Linked DNA regions of Mus musculus: all the other regions are linked to region 1. The links are chromatin contacts, called in public Hi-C and HiChIP or PLAC-seq maps. All regions are on one chromosome and are shown on one strand. The core of a region is the stretch at or near the end of the contact, and the rest is flanking DNA. Distances in the headings are between cores, read along the strand shown. Region 1 holds the start of Prag1 (PEAK1 related kinase activating pseudokinase 1). Region 2 overlaps Gm29243 (predicted gene 29243). Region 3 holds the start of Dusp4 (dual specificity phosphatase 4).

Region 1 (4,955 bases), core at 1,812-4,311:
GATAGGATCACCCGGGAGCTCCAAAGCTCCCAAGATCATTCCAGACTTCTTGTGGGAAGCACTCCATCTCTCGTCTCCCACACTTACAGACAAGGTGCTTATCCAATGGGTATAGAAGCCAAATGTACCCCTGCTCCAGCCAGTTAATGAGAAAACAGCTTCCACGTTAAGCTAAATGAACACACACACAGTCTTGAGATCTGAATGTTTCTACAGTCAGTATAGGGTCTTTCTTTCCCTTAACGATGCTGGCTAGATTCCTCTCCTCCCAATACACCCAAATAGCCCATTCCTTCTCTATCAGATCTTCCAAAAGAAGTCACAGGCTTTTAACAAGCAGAGGAATCACGCCAGGCTATTTCTCTCTCCTATAGTCACCAGCCTCAGAGAGCTAAATGTTTGCTGCTAAGTTTTATAAGGGGTGCAGTTGCAGGGTGGGAGGCGGAGGGGTGGGGGAGAGTGGGTGGGTGGAGGAAATGTTTTGTTTTAGTCTTCAGAGAAGTTGAGTTTGCCATTCTAAGGGCCAGATTTGTATGGGAAGCCTGACTAGACCTTCCAGGTCACAGCAAAGCCACGTTGCGGGCCCATGTCTACTGTAGGCAAGACTCCAGTGACCCTCAGTGGGCTTTGGGGAGACAGCTGTGTGGGGCTCCTGGGAAGCTAGCTCCAGGGCAGGCTGGGGGAGCTGTGGGGATGACATCCAATGGCTTCCTCAGAGGTTGCTGCACACAGTCACACAGGTCAAATTTGGGGTGGCCTCATCTCATTTCCTCTTTAACAGGCAATCCAGAACACCCAGACACCCCACTTTGTAAGGCTCCTCCCTCCTTTCCATTTTTTTTGTTTGTTTTTGTGTGTGGTTTTTTTTTTCCTTTTTTTTTTTTTTTTTTTTTTTTTTTTTGCCATCAGCTTCTGACAGCCTGGGGAGTTCAGTAGGCTCTTGATTATTGTACTGTACTGCCAGAAGCTACCTTGAGAGCACTCACTCACTCACGGGCACTCCTTTGCTCTCTTCCACAACTCTGACATTTTCCTGCAGGCTGACCACCACATGGGTCACACAACTGCCCAGAAACACAGAGTATCTTTAAGAGAAGTCGCTGAATATGAGTAACAAAGGAAACCCCGGGCTGCCCACTGTCACTGACTCATTGTGTCCTGTTAAAACTGGCTCCTTAGGCTCTGCAAACAGACATTCCCAGCTTGTCTTTGGAGCTAGAGCAGCCCTTCTAGGCCTGGAACTGTCTCCTGTTTGCTTTCAGGGAAAAGATGATGAACTATGCAAATGACTCTCAGAGCAGGAGTAGAGAGAGCCCTGGGTAGTGCCAGCTCTGCACAGCCTGGGAATGGCACCTTCTCACATGCCTACCTCAGAGGGTAGGTGCAGAATTATGCAAATGATCCCATTTCTCAGTGAGAGGCTGCAAGTGTAAGATCAGGAAAAGATCCGCAGCCTTCTTTGTGATCCAAGTCACAATAACAGAGCTTTGCCTCTGCAAACTTCGGGGCGCTACGATTTACAAGGCTGAGCTGTCAGATACACTCCCACCCCCATCTCAAAAAGAATCCGAAGAATCAGGGTGGCCAGATCCTAAGTATTCAGGTCAAAACCCCTCTTATTTGCACCCAAATTTGCTCATGCCTTACTTGATAGAATTCCACAATTTTCCATCTAAATAATATTGCTTCTTGTATTTTACAAAAAAAAAATAATAATGCAACCCCCCAAAGGTATAGTATGTATGGAAAGTATATAGATTAATGCATTATATTCCATTAGCCAGCGTGGTCTAGGGAGAAAGCAGGACATGACTACCCTAACACCCCACCTCACCCCAGCCCCAGCACTGAGGGTATATAATGGTATCTACATATCTTTTTATTTTCTACTTTCTGAGCAATCATAGTAGGAGGAGTGTGGACTTGAAGCCTGCAGTCTGATCCAATAAGGGGAGCAAAGTTCTGAGGGACCCTAGGAAAGCCAACTTGCTTTCTCTGGGGCCTCCTGTCAAATCTCCTCAGAAGGGGCTGTAAGGTAGAGTTGAGAACTGTGATCAGTTAAGCCTTTCCAACCTGAGTCTGAACTGAATCCGTTGCAAAACTCCTCAGCCTTAGACCTTTGGGCTCTACAATAGGCTCTGCAAAACCATGGTTGAGCTTTACCTGGGAGAACAGACACAGTGAGCGAGCGCTGTGGGCTGAGAATTGCTCAGCCGCCTCCATTCGCATTCCCAGGACTCACACACAAGCAGAGATTCTATTTTCCAAGGGTAAGCGTGCTTGCGTGTGCATGTGGGTGCATGTGGGTGTGTGCGCCCGGCTGCAGAGGGGACATCACAAGCAAAGGTTGGGAGCTAGCTCCAGGTATGGAATGATCACCAAGGTTCATCAAACAGATAGCACCTTCCTTCAGAGATCAGCTGCAGCCTAAAGGTGGCTTCCCTGGACCCCCAATTCGTCACCTCCGGGTCTGGCCGGAGCAGCCCGAACGGCCTCTGCCCCTCTGCTCCTTTGACAATACTCACTGCAAAAGGAGCAGTTCCCAACACACAAAACAGAGCAGCCAGACCAGCAAGACCAGTAAAACCATTACAGCAGTCGATCACCCTTCCCGGAACTCCAAGGAAAAGTTTCCCAGTTTCAAAGCGAGCGTTTCTCAAAAGAATTGAAAATACCCCTCCGACTCCCCAGCTTTCCCGTCTCGGAACCTGCACCGAGGGCACAACCCTGAGCACGAGGTCCGGACTCTCCACGCGCTCCGGATCGGTAGCCTGTCACCCCTGGGGACGCCAGCAGGGGCTGGCCCGCCGGGCCACCGCAGCGACTCTGCGAAAGCCCCTGGGCCGCCACGTTCGTCAGACAAAAAGCGGCGGGATCTGGAGAGAGAGTGGTGGGCTCACCTGGGGTCTGCGGTCTCGCAGCCTCGCCGTCGGTGACCCAGCAGTCCGTTGCCCCGCCGGACGCCTCGGAGCATTGTCTTTAGCGTGTCTGCGCGGAGTGCTTGCCCAGCCGCGGGCGGCTGACTTCTGCCTGGGCCCGGCGGCCGGGTGGCAGCTGCGATCGCGGCTCCGCCCCCTCCGCCTCGGGTGACGCCGCCCGCTCCGCTCCCGCCGCACCCCCGCAGTCCTTGCCGCTGCCCCGCGTCTCCACCGGGCCTGCGCGTCCCGCCACTCTGCTCGTCCCCAGTCCAGGAGGGCGGGCGATCGCCCCTGCCCAGGTCCCTAGGAACTCCGCACCGCGCCCCGCCCCCTCGCTCGCCACAGCGAGGCTCCGCCCCCAGCCCGAGCCTTGGCGCCCCTAGACCTGGAGCTGAGCCCCCCAGAGCGTCCCCAGCTCAATCCCAGCTCAGCGCAGTTCTGCTTGGAAGATCTCTGGTGCTCCCAGCTTTCCTTAACCACAATGCACAGATAGGTGTGTCTGTCGGAGTAAATGCATTCTCATCCCTCCACCCAGCCGACCCTAGGAGACCCTGGTAGGGAGGGAGCAAAAGAACGAAACATGGAAGAGAGGGGATCCGGAGTACAATAATAAGATCTAGGGCGGTGGGCTCTGAAAGAGGCGTGAGCGCCTTCACTGCCACGTACTGTTATCCTAGGAGAACCACAAGCCGGCTGGAGCAGGGCTGGCTGAGAGATTTCAGGTCCTGCTCAGCTCCTCATGTCCAGGCCTCTAGCAAATGGCTCAGCACATCTCTTTGAACTTTAGTGTTTTAACAGTGGAATGCAAATGTTGGCCTGGAGGACCGGCCTTCAATCATGCTGGGGCACCCAGGTCCTCCACCTGTGTTTACACCGCTTCCAGTGCGTGAGTCACTGGCTGAGATACAAGGAGTTCAAGATATTGTTCCTCGGGCGAAAAATCTTTTTTAACTCTCAGGAGAGGGCCAGCCAGTCGCCTCCCTTCCTCCAGCTGCCTGAGTAGGACAGACTTGCACCTTGCCCTGGGTGTTCCCTAAGAAGCCAGGCACTGAAGTTACTGCTCAGGGCCAAGCCTGAGTGAAAACGGAATCCTCCCCCGCACCCCCCCCTCAACACATCTGGTTGCTTCCCTTTGCTTTACAGAGGCAGCGCGGTGTTACATCCTTAATCAGGATGATTCCACGGAGAGAAGGAAGGCACCACTCAGACCCTCCCCCTCTTCGCCTTTATGTGGTGTTAACACTGGCAGCGCTATATAGAATATGAAAGAGGAAGAAGACATGTTTTGGATATGTGTGGCTTCTATGTAAGGAGTGCAAAGGGACCATAAGGAGAATTTACTTATCATTCAATGTCCCTCATTACCCATTTAAGTACGGAAAGACTGATAGGAAGGTGAATAGGAGTCGTACTAACATTCATGAAGAACCTACTACGTGCCAGGCAACGTCACAGGGCAGGGTTAGCACATTTGACACAGCATAACACAGGTCCAGAAGGGTCCTATCCTTTGCCAGGGCTCCTCAGGTGAAAAGTGGTAGTGTTGAGATGGGAACCAAGAGCTGCCTGATTCCACCGAGAGTCCACCACATTGCCCTACCAGTCAATCATTTCAACAAGTACATAAGGAAAACTCTGGTGGAACGGCGCCAGCAGCATTACATTCTCCTGAGGGGTCCAGTCTACTTATGAAGACACCAGAGGGGAAAGTGCCAACAAGCAGACAGGTACAAAATGGTTTGCACTGGACAAACACAATCCGGACCCAAGAGGGGCTTTCAGTTCAGTGACACTGGGCCCTCTCATGGGGATTTTGGATCATTCATGGCTCTCAGCATTCAGCTCCCCACATCTTTCAGTCCTCTCCAGGGGGCATAGACACTTCCCAGGATAAATAAAGGCCATGCCAAGCACATAAGAGACACTTCCACACTTTTTACTCTCTTTACCCAATTTATCCTTAATGCACAAAGAACCCAAAGAACACAATAAAGAAGCAAAGTTTGCAACACAGAGAGACCGCTGTGGTTCTATAGC
Region 2 (4,955 bases), core at 1,513-4,012, 1.9 Mb after region 1:
CTTAAATCAGTCCCTGTCGTTACACTGAATCTAGCCTGTCCTCTTTATGCCCAGTCGTCTCTGGGTACACTTCTATCATAGTATGATCCCTGAAGATATGCTGACACGAATTCCACTTCCTCTTCATTTAATCGGAAGAGCCTCGATAAGTGAACCCATCTGATTATCTCCAAACGCCCAAGCAATCAGAGTAATAGCGATAGCTCAGACCTCAGGGTCAAACCGGATGACGACCTCAGTCAGCTGTGTAGCCTCAGAAAGCTTCCTGACTTAACCTTTCTAAGCTGATTGGGTTGATGGGGTAATTATTGAGAATTATTATGATAATAATTCTCAATACATATTGATGAGAAATTATTATGATAAATTCAGCAAGAGCATTTAATTCGATGCCTGGCATTATCAACCATAGTCAACTAAATGACACAGAGTTCATAAAGATAGATTTTTTTTACTTCCTTGCACTTAGATGACTGTCTTTTACAGGAAACTGATCTGAGATAATATATGTACGCATGCATGGCTACATATTCTAGTGTTCTCTTTTCCTGCTTATAGGTTTCCAGCCCAAACTTTCCAACTTCTAGTGGTCCACATGAGCAGAGTCCCTGGGATAGGACTGCATCACTGCCACAGCCAACAGCATGAGGACACTGGTTACTTCGTCCCTTCAATTGATGTTATTTATGTCTACATCTACTTTCCACCTCTGATCAAAAAGAGAAAGAAGGAATGAAGGGAGGGAGGGAGGGAGGGAGGGAGGGAGGGAGGGAGGAAGGAAGGAAGGAAGGAAGGAAGGAAGGAAGGAAGGAAGGAAGGAAGGAAGGAAGGAAAAAGGAAGAAATCATAATCCATTCTGAAAGTCTGTTCAAAGTGTAAAAATCACTAGTATGGACGCATATGCTTGGAATGTCAGCCCTTAGGAAGCTGAGACATGGGGATTATAAAGTTAAGCTTACCCTGGAATACACAGAAAACAGCTTCTCAAGTATGAACAGAGAGGGAGAGGGGTGAGGGAGATGAAAAGGGAGAGGGGAGACATAGGGAAAGGGAGAGGAGAGAGGAGGGGGAGGGGGAAGAGGAGGGGGAGAGAGAGAGAGAGAGAGAGAGAGAGAGAGAGAGAGAGAGAGAGAAGGACATTTTGAAATAAAACTCCAGTTCTCCCAAGAAATAATATCTATAGAATGAAGTTTTGAAGAGTCACTCTGAAAGAAAAAAAAAATATTAGGGTCCAGGGTATAGCTCATGTTAGTAAAAGCTTAGCATAGGCAAAGCTCTGAATTAAAATCCCCTACAAGGAAGGAAAGAGGATGAGAGGAGAGAAGATACACAGCAAAACTGGAAATCAGAGATACATAAAATCTATGCGATTCTGTTTTACAAGCCAGCACAGTTCAGGGTAAAACATACACTCACACACGGAGAGTCAGTACAGGTTTTTAGAAAACAAAACAAAATCTCCTATCAAGAAATAATGTCAAGGGGGCGGCAGGGATGGGGGGGTGGCAGGGATGGGGGACGGGGAGATGATCCAACAGTTAAGACACTCTCACACAGGGTCCAAGTTCAATTCCCAGCATCTGCATCAGGTGACTCACACCACCTGCAACTCTAGTTCCAGGAAATCCAGCACCCTCTTCTAGCCTCTGTGGCCTTGCACATGTGAGTAAACACACACACACACACACACACACACACACACACACACACACACACACACATATATATAAATTAAAATTTTAAAATGTCTTTAAAAGAAATAAAAATCAAACAAAAGAAAGAGTAAGTGAATGGGAAGATTCACAAGTATAATTTTTAATCAAAATAAGTTTTTTAATGCTATGCCACAATTTGAATTTAAAAAGGATGCTTCATTTGCATATCTTGAAAGACCTTGGATTTCATCTCTAGGAGTGAGAGAAAGAGAGAAAATTATAAATCAATATTTAGTAGTTCAGCCAGGAAAACAGTATTCCATCAGTTCTAAATGGTGTAGAAGCTTAAGGGTCTAGTTCATCACAGTAGTCAAGGAAGCCAAATAGGTTTTCTTCATGAATCTAATTTGCATCTCAAGTAACTCAACAGAGCTAGCTTGTGCTAGCACACCTTCACTATCCGGTCTTGACAATACTGCAGGGCACTGCCATTTGCTTATAGGTTCTGAGTGATCAGACGGCTGAGCCCCCCAACTCTGCCATCTGGCAGCATCCTCTGGCATCCCGTCACTACCTTTGTCCTTACTCCCAGACTCCAGCCAGTTCTTGGTTCCACAGGCCACAGGCGTGGGGTGGGGGCGGGGCAGGAGGGTGACTATGAACAAAGGTTATAGCTAACAAGAGTGCTGTTGCTGCACATACCAACATCATTAGGGTTTGAATGGGTCCGGTTTTGACAAGCACCAGATCCGGTCCTGCTTTAAGAGGGTGAATGTTTGCAGGAGTGGCAAATGTCAACCCACCACAGATGGTGAATGCCAAGTGTCACCCTCTGACTCATTTAACATTTGGATTAGTGACCCAGGAAAGTGTAAACGGCATGTTAATGTTATCTGTGGATGACACCATACGGGGCAATGAGCACATGAGAAGGTAATGCAGCCGGTCCCGGGGACTCCAACAAAGGAAGAAGACCGGATGTCAACTGGGCAAAAAGAGATGAGCTAATGTAATAGGCTTACAAGCCACAGATAATGGATGGGCTGATGGCCGACTCAGATGGTGGTAAAACAAGGAGTGAGTCACACACAGCACACCATGATTCCATACAGAGCCCACGCTGTCGGGCCATCCTGTCAATGAGAGGTTCCAGCCACTGTCTGGTGGACACTGTGTGTGTGCTTTCACAGTAAAGAACAGCTAGGACGGTGAGTCAGAGAAGAAAGGCATGAGGAAAGGGAATTCTGGGGAAATAGAAGATGAACTGGGCGAGCCTTCTGCAAAAGTCAAGGGTACAAAAGTTCGCTTCTGCGTGCTTCTCTTGCTTAGACTCCCTTAGTGTGGCTTCATCTCAGGGCCAAGGTGAATGGAACCTCTCTCTCTCTCTCTCTCTCTCTCTCTCTCTCTCTCCATCTTGAGCATCACATTGGGTCTACAAATATTAAACTAATATACAGCCTTGGCTCAGGCTCTCCTCTGCCTGACTTCAGGTTCTCAGCACTGTGCTCAGAGCAGAAGGCCCTCTGTTTACTCTCAAGTCTCTTTCCCATAATATAACCAGCCAGTTAGTGGCCGTAGCACTTTCTCCTCTGCAGGTCTTCAATTAAACCCTCAAACGCTGTGACAAAACTGAGGGAAGGAGATGGGAGTGGAAGATGCTGGGTGGGAGCCAGAGGTAAGGAACTAGATTAATCTGCCTACCCAGCCCCCACCCCCACACCCCAGGCTCTGCGGAAGCCTGCTTTTACAGTTCTCTATTCACAGTTTTTCAAACTGTTATCACTGCTTTCCTGTCCTTATTCTTCTTTGTCAGCAAGCCCACCCTTAAGCAATTAACCGTTCATTAACACCTTCACGGAGAATAAAAGGAAGCAAAAGGAATGGGGAAGAGAGGAAACACAGGCTATGAGCTCCGACTCTCTGAGACAGAGAAATTGTTTTGTTGATACCATGAGCAGCATCCAATGTAAAAATCTTATTGCTACCTACAGAATCTTTCTTGGAGCCAAGAGCAAGAGATAATGGGGTGAGCGGGATTAGATTTGCTTCTTCCTTTAGAGTGTATTGTATTATGACCCTCGACCTTCAGAATCTTGGGAAATTGTCTTAGCATCAGCTGGACCCTTAATCTACAGAAGGAATTTAGTTACTTACGATCGCTGGGTTGACTCTTCCCTTACTGAAACCTCACTCAATGGAAGTCAGCCTGAAACTTGCGTAGACTGCTATAGCCACTGGGGAAAGGGGGGGGGTAGGAATGATCTTCTTTGTCACCACAGGGAACTTGGGGAGGTGGCTACCCCAGGCTTCTTACCCATCTCCACTCTGTAAATAAGGCAACAGCAGTAGCCACCCAAGTGAACCAAGCAGCCAGCAAAGACTCTGCTTCCCAATGAGGACTCCGTCAGCCATGGCATCTCCCTGCGGTAGAGGAATGCTGTGGTAGGAATGCTGTGGTAGAGAGCTTCCCACTAAAATCAGTTGAAGAAAGTTAGCCTTCTAATAGGGAAAACCAGCCTTCGGTTGGTGGTAAATATGGAGACTTTATGCAAAAAGTCAGACGGAGGGCGAAGATTTCAAATTTCAAGACTCAGAAATGCAGAAATGCATGTGTTCGATTTTGAAGTACCTCTCCATGGGATACCAAGTCTCCTTACACAGCTATCGGTTTGTAAATCAAACTCTGACTCATTCCAGTATTGAAAACACATCTCAGACTTCACATTTCCAAGGTCCAGTTATGTCCACTCCCAGGTATTTCCATCTTTTACAGACAACTTCACCATTATTCTCAGTACTCAGATGAGAAATCAATTGTGACATCAACTTTGGCTTAAGTTAGATTCTCCTCTTCTGTCTCCGTCTTTCTGACTTTGTTTCTTTCTGTCTCTGTCTCTCTGTGTGTCTGTCTGTCTGTCTCTTCATCTATGTCTCTCTGTCTTTGCATTCCCCCCTTCCCCTCCCCATTCATCCATCCAACCTACCTACCTCTGCTGACCATTCTGGGCAGCTACATCCCAATCTGGGCAATCTCACGCCTCACCACCCAATCCTGATCTAATGACCTTGGGTCGGTCAGGTCTCCTGTTCCCCACAGCTGCCTCAGTGAACTGCTCTCATTGCATTGCAGCCTGCCTGGTCCTTTAAACATTGAAATATAATAACTCTCTGGTCAGAGAAATCTCCTATGGCTTCTCCCTTATCTCAGAGTGAGGTCTAAAGACTTCATCAGGACTAAAAGGACCCTCAGTTGCCTCTTCTGCCTCATCTTTCCCTAATTAGATCTTCCTTTTCATTGCT
Region 3 (4,955 bases), core at 789-3,288, 1.3 Mb after region 1:
CGCTGGCCGGTCGCGAGGTCCGGAACCTGTGTTCCTGGCCGTCGCTCCTAAAGCGTTTTAGGGAGCCGGCTGAGAGACTGGGGCTCGGCTGCAGGAGCCACAGGCGGTCCTTGCAAAAAAAAAAAAAAAAGAAAAGAAAAGAAAAGAAAGAAAAGGAAGAAAAAAAAAGAAAAGAAAAGAAAAAAATCGCCCTGGCAGTTCAGCCTCAGATCAACAGCAGCGTTTCCCCAGCAGCTGACGGGTCAAATGGTCAGGAAACAACTGCGGAGAACAAAGCCCCCCGCTGTTCCGCACGGCCAGCCTGGCTCGCCCGCACCGGGTGCCGTTCGGAGGGGACGCGAGAAAGGGTTTCGCTCCCGGCCTCCCTTCCTTAAGGAAGACAAGACACTAAGAGGAAAAGTCTGGAAGACGGGGCGAAGAGCCTCGGCAGGGAAATGGGCGGCTCTTGGAAGGCGGAGGTCGGACAAACCTCCAGGCTTTGGAAGCAAAGACCAGACCCGCGCGAAAGAATGCACGGAATGCGGTGGCCGGAGGTAGGGGAGCAGCGCAGCAGGGGGCGCCCGACCCCCCCACACACACACACACCCCGCACCCTACAGTGCTCCCCAACCGGTGGCCGGCACACCGAGCGAGCTGGCAGGTGCGGCGAGCGGTCCCTCCCCTTTGCCAACGTCTGAGATACTGCGCGATCCTTTTGGGGTGTCTGACTTCTCAATGTGACAAGCCACCCTCTCTCCGGCCACCTAATTTCCTACGCCAGGGTTCGCTCGAACCAGGCACGCGCCGCTGGCAGAGTCGAGAATGATGTGTGAACAAAAGGTGGTAACTCTCTGCTCCCGGGATTAGCAGGAGCAGGCGCGGTTGTGCCTGGTGTCCCCCCACCCCCCCAAATACAGCACTTCAGCCTCCCTTAGACCGGGGCAAGTGGGGGTTGGCCGCCATCCAAGAAAGCTCTGAGTTTAGGCAGCGGGGAAAAAAAGAGATAGCTCCCCAGGTCTGCACCCCAATTCTCCTTTCCTCATTGACCGATGTGTATGAACTCCTGAGACAGCTCCTACCCTAGCATTCACCTTCCTTCACCCCCCTCTAGGGTTCCCGGGGTTATACCGAACCAGGCCTCTCTCGTCCCCGTGGGACCTAAGAGCGCGTTCTCAGTACTTGAAGCTGGGCTGCGCAGAGGAACCGCTGCCAGCATCCAGGCCAGAACCGTTCGCGTAAACAAACACGGAAACTCCAAGACGCGTGCGGATTGCAGGTGATTGGGGAAACGCGCCAGCACGGCCTCCCCGGGACTCAGGCTCCAAACCACAGCAAAACCGTTCACACTGACACGCACAAAGACACGCGAGGAAGGGGACTCCAGCACCCCGTAGTCACTCGGGTACTTTCCTCCCAATGCCCAGCAGGGCTCAGGCCGCCAAGTCCCTTACACTACCTACCCTCCCACCTCGCTCTCCCGGGCACCCACGTTTACCTTTAAGCAGGCAGATGTCCGTGCGCTCCGCGTTCCGGCGCAACGCCTGCACGACCAGCGACACCGTGCTGTCCTCCCGGAGACTCTCGGCGCGCGGGCTGCGCTCGTCGTAGACGATGACAGCCGAGTAGAGGCCAGAGCGCAGGCGGGCACGCACCTCTTCCTCGGCGGGCAGGATCTGCTCCAGGCTCACGGAGCCCTTGGCCCTCCGCCGCACGATGGTATTGCAGCGCACGTTCACCGAGCCTCGGATGTAGCCCGCGCTGTGAGCCAGAAACGGCCTGCAGTCCAGCAGCAGGCACTTGCCGCCGCTCAGCAGCCCCAAGGCGCCGTGGCTGCCGCTGCCGTTGCCGCCCGCGCTGCCGCCGCCGCCGTTCTCATCCCGGTTCATCAGCCTTTTGAGCACGCTGCAGTCCATCTCCCGCAGTTCCTCCATCGTCACCATGTCGCCGGCAAAACGCAGTAAGCTGGGGAGCTAGCTGGAGAAGGCCAAGGGCACCGGAGCCAGCTAGGCTAACAAGAAGGAACCAGGCGAGGGCTAAGAGGGCGCCTGCAGAAGTGACCCGCAAACTTGGCCCCAGGCTCTTCTCCCTCTAACACCCCTGCTTCCACCTCCCGCAGCCTCAACGTTACATAGCAGTCCCAGCCTTCTCTGGCGCCAAAGCTGGCGGGCGCGCGGCACCCGGGGCAAGCGATCGAGCAGGGGAGTGTGTTTACGAGAGAGGGCTCCTCTCGGTTTGTCGCCTCTGGTGTGTTTTGCTAGCTAGGGCTGCTTCTGCCGTGGGCTCCGCCGTTTCCCCCACCGCTGCACCGCCGGAGCTGCACGCACTGCCCCAGCCAGAGTTTCCTCCTCTGGCTTAGAGATTTATTAATGCTCGCCGGCTCTCCCGGGGGAGGGAAGAGTCATTACTACCTCGCCAGGCCCCGCCCCCAACGCAAGCTTCCCGCCCCGCCCCCACCCCGGCTCGTGAATGGAGCGCCGGCCCCCTCGCACCCAGTCACGGGGACTCGACGTCACAAAGAGAGGAGTAAACAGGGCGCTCGGTGCTGGCTGCCAGGCCCATTCATAAAACGGAGACCTAGAGGAAGAAAAGGAGGCAGCCTCCGACCCGCCCGCGAGCCGGCGGCTCGGGGACTTTGTGAATGGAGCCGCGGCGCGGTGCCCTGTCCTTCCTCAGCCCCGGAGCGCGGCGATCCTGGTAGAGATCGTTGCGGGTGGCGACGCGGGGCCTTACTGAGGCCTGGGCTCTCCGTGTGGAGGTCTTCACCCCTGCGCTCCCCCCCACCCCCCCGGCCTCCCCAGTCTTCGAGGTCTCGCTCCTGCAGCTCCGAGAAACCTGACACTGTGCGGCTGCCACCCCGTAGGGCTTGGGGACCTCTCCTCGCCGGACTTAATCTCGTTCTTCGTGCCCGGCCGGTTGTGTTTTGTCTTTGTTTTTTTCCATGCGATTCCCCGGACTTAGTTTATACATTAGCGTGATCGATTTCCATCCCGAGCTATTACATCTGGTTTATAGCTTCCCGCGGAACCTGGGCCAACGCAGATTTAGAAAGATGAAAGGGAAGGCCCTCGCGCCGAAGCCCAATAACAAAAGAGAGGTGGAGGGGTTTGTTACTTTACAACCCAGAGGGGGGCGTTAATTGGCCGAATGCTGTGCCCGTGCAAGAGAATGGGAGGCACTCGGGCCCAAGCTTCCTAAAACCTGCTTTTTTAACCATGGGGGGGGGGGGGGGGAATACCCGGAGGTTTTCCTCTTTGGTGGGAGTCCTCGCTTCCCTCCTCACACGCAACGTCCTCTAAGGAAATGACGGTTAAGGTCTACATTTGGTACGAAGGAAAAGATGCTGAAAAGTGCCCATGGGAAGAATGACCTTTTATAAAAGCAAATGTAATAAGCTAGGAGACGATTCGAGTTTCCGCATCCCTCTTTCCAGGTCACGTAGCATCTGCCACCCCCCATTTTACTTTCGGGGGGGGAGCATTTAATTTCCCAAGGGCTCGATTTTGGCAAGAGAGGAGGTTATGCGCGCATGTGGTGGGGACCTTACAGAGAGCCAAAAAAATTATTTGGCCGAGATCTTGCCAAGTCTTGTTAGCAAGAATTAATCACCGAACAAGGGAATTACGGGGTTTGGTAGCGGCGGCCAGGTCGAATATTCCATTTCAAGTTGCGACTAAGCCTGATTAAGGCAGCGAGGGCCGCCGAAGCCTTGGGGTCCTTCCCGCCCTGTTCAGCCTCCTCCACTGTTACCCTTTGCTTTGTTCTCTGCGTAGCTGCTCGCCCGAGATCACCTCCAGCTCTCATTTCAAGGCCTTCTACCGGCTCTCTGCACTCTGAAGGCCCTGACACCCCTTTCAGGGTCCAGTGGGCTATGGGGGTTGAGAAGCAATCATCTGTGGAGATTTATTTTTATTGCCTCGGGTTCCAAAATGGCACTGCAGTTTTTATTTTGTTTATGGATTTTTCTTCAGTTAAAAAAATAAACTATTACATGAGTATTAATTTGTTGCTGGCATATTAGCGACCCCTCAGCCCCCAACGCACCTTATATTTTGGTGCCCGGGGTGCGCGATCACTCTAATTCGGGTTCCGGAAGGAGCCACCACAGTGGAGTGACGTCGGCTGCCTGGGGCAAAGTCTCCGGCACCCGGCTTTCTGGCTGGGAGAGCCGCATGGGCTCCCTGCACCCGTGAGGAGGGCAAAGTGGTTTCTCTTGGTTCGGGAGCTGGGAGGACATCTAGTGCTTCCCCTTTGCTGGCCCTCTATGGGTGCTAGACATCCCCCGTGCCTCGACAGCCCGGGTCAGATTCACTCTCGTGGGGCCTCTCCCCGAAGTCTACATATCCAGAGGCCAGCAGGCCTCAACTTCTCCGGATGCAAGTCTCGGCCGATTTCACCGGAGTCACAGAGGGGGGTGAGGGTGGAGTTGTCCCCTGGCGGCGCTGGCCTCACGAGCCTTTGTCTCCCATGCGTCAGGGGTGCTCTCCTTGCCACCACCCCCCCGCCGGCCAGGCCCTGGCCAGTGCTCACATGGCCTGTAAATAACAGTCAAATCCGGGGGGTGGGGGGGAATGCCCACGGAACAAAGGGCTGCTTTCTGCACCTGACGGTAATCCTTGCCGGAGAAGCCCTTAAATCCCATAGGCGAGTCACGCGCAAGGGGTGTGGGCAGGCGCGTGTCCGCGTGTGTGTCCACGTGTGAGTGCCCGCGCCTGCTCGCCTGCTCGCCTGTTCCTGGAGAGGGCCACCTACTTGAGACTTAGTACATTTAAGCCAAGAGAAGATGATGTTGAATAAAACAAACGACCTCCCCCCTCGCCCCGCCCCCTTCAGGAAACTGCCTTCAGCAGTGTGAATGTAGGCAATGAGCTTTAAATGACAGCACTGTGTTTCCCCGGATACTGTGAGAGCACCCTAGATAATTTTCTTAATGGAATCGCGTGAGCCATTTGGTCCACAGTTAGGTGAATACAATTTAA

What was found. Hi-C and Micro-C count contacts between places; a contact is called where the count stands out from the background. HiChIP or PLAC-seq counts read pairs in DNA pulled down with a chosen protein or histone mark.
Region 2: a FOXA1 HiChIP or PLAC-seq map of pancreatic cancer cells shows a contact between it and region 1. The contact joins the enhancer-like site here to the promoter of Prag1 in region 1. A contact is called at or near these places in 5 of 39 promoter capture datasets (the 3T3-L1 cell line, hematopoietic stem and progenitor cells, liver and 1 more) and 1 of 115 datasets of contacts at active chromatin or transcription factors (pancreatic cancer cells).
Region 3: a Hi-C map of B cells shows a contact between it and region 1, with 8 read pairs. The contact joins the promoter of Dusp4 here to the promoter of Prag1 in region 1. A contact is called at or near these places in 2 of 484 Hi-C or Micro-C datasets (B cells and CD4 T cells).

The regions. Positions count from the first base shown.
Region 1 is chr8:36,092,934-36,097,888 of GRCm38.p6, reverse strand. It overlaps Prag1 (PEAK1 related kinase activating pseudokinase 1), which reads right to left and starts at 3,061. Exons shown (of 6, transcript NM_172911.3): 1 at 2,901-3,061.
Region 2 is chr8:34,222,983-34,227,937 of GRCm38.p6, reverse strand. Gm29243 (predicted gene 29243) reads right to left here. Exons shown (of 4, transcript NR_166073.1): 3 at 3,970-4,076; 4 at 1,788-1,907. Among named protein-coding and RNA genes, the nearest start is that of Gm29243, 8.6 kb to the right of the region's middle. Within about 2 kb of position 2,762, at least 50 of the 459 cell types and tissues checked have an H3K27ac peak or open chromatin away from gene starts, as enhancers often do. A contact at or near this core is called in pancreatic cancer cells, where this site is marked.
Region 3 is chr8:34,804,693-34,809,647 of GRCm38.p6, reverse strand. Dusp4 (dual specificity phosphatase 4) reads right to left here and starts at 2,038. Exons shown (of 4, transcript NM_176933.4): 1 at 1,475-2,038. The coding sequence starts at 1,919.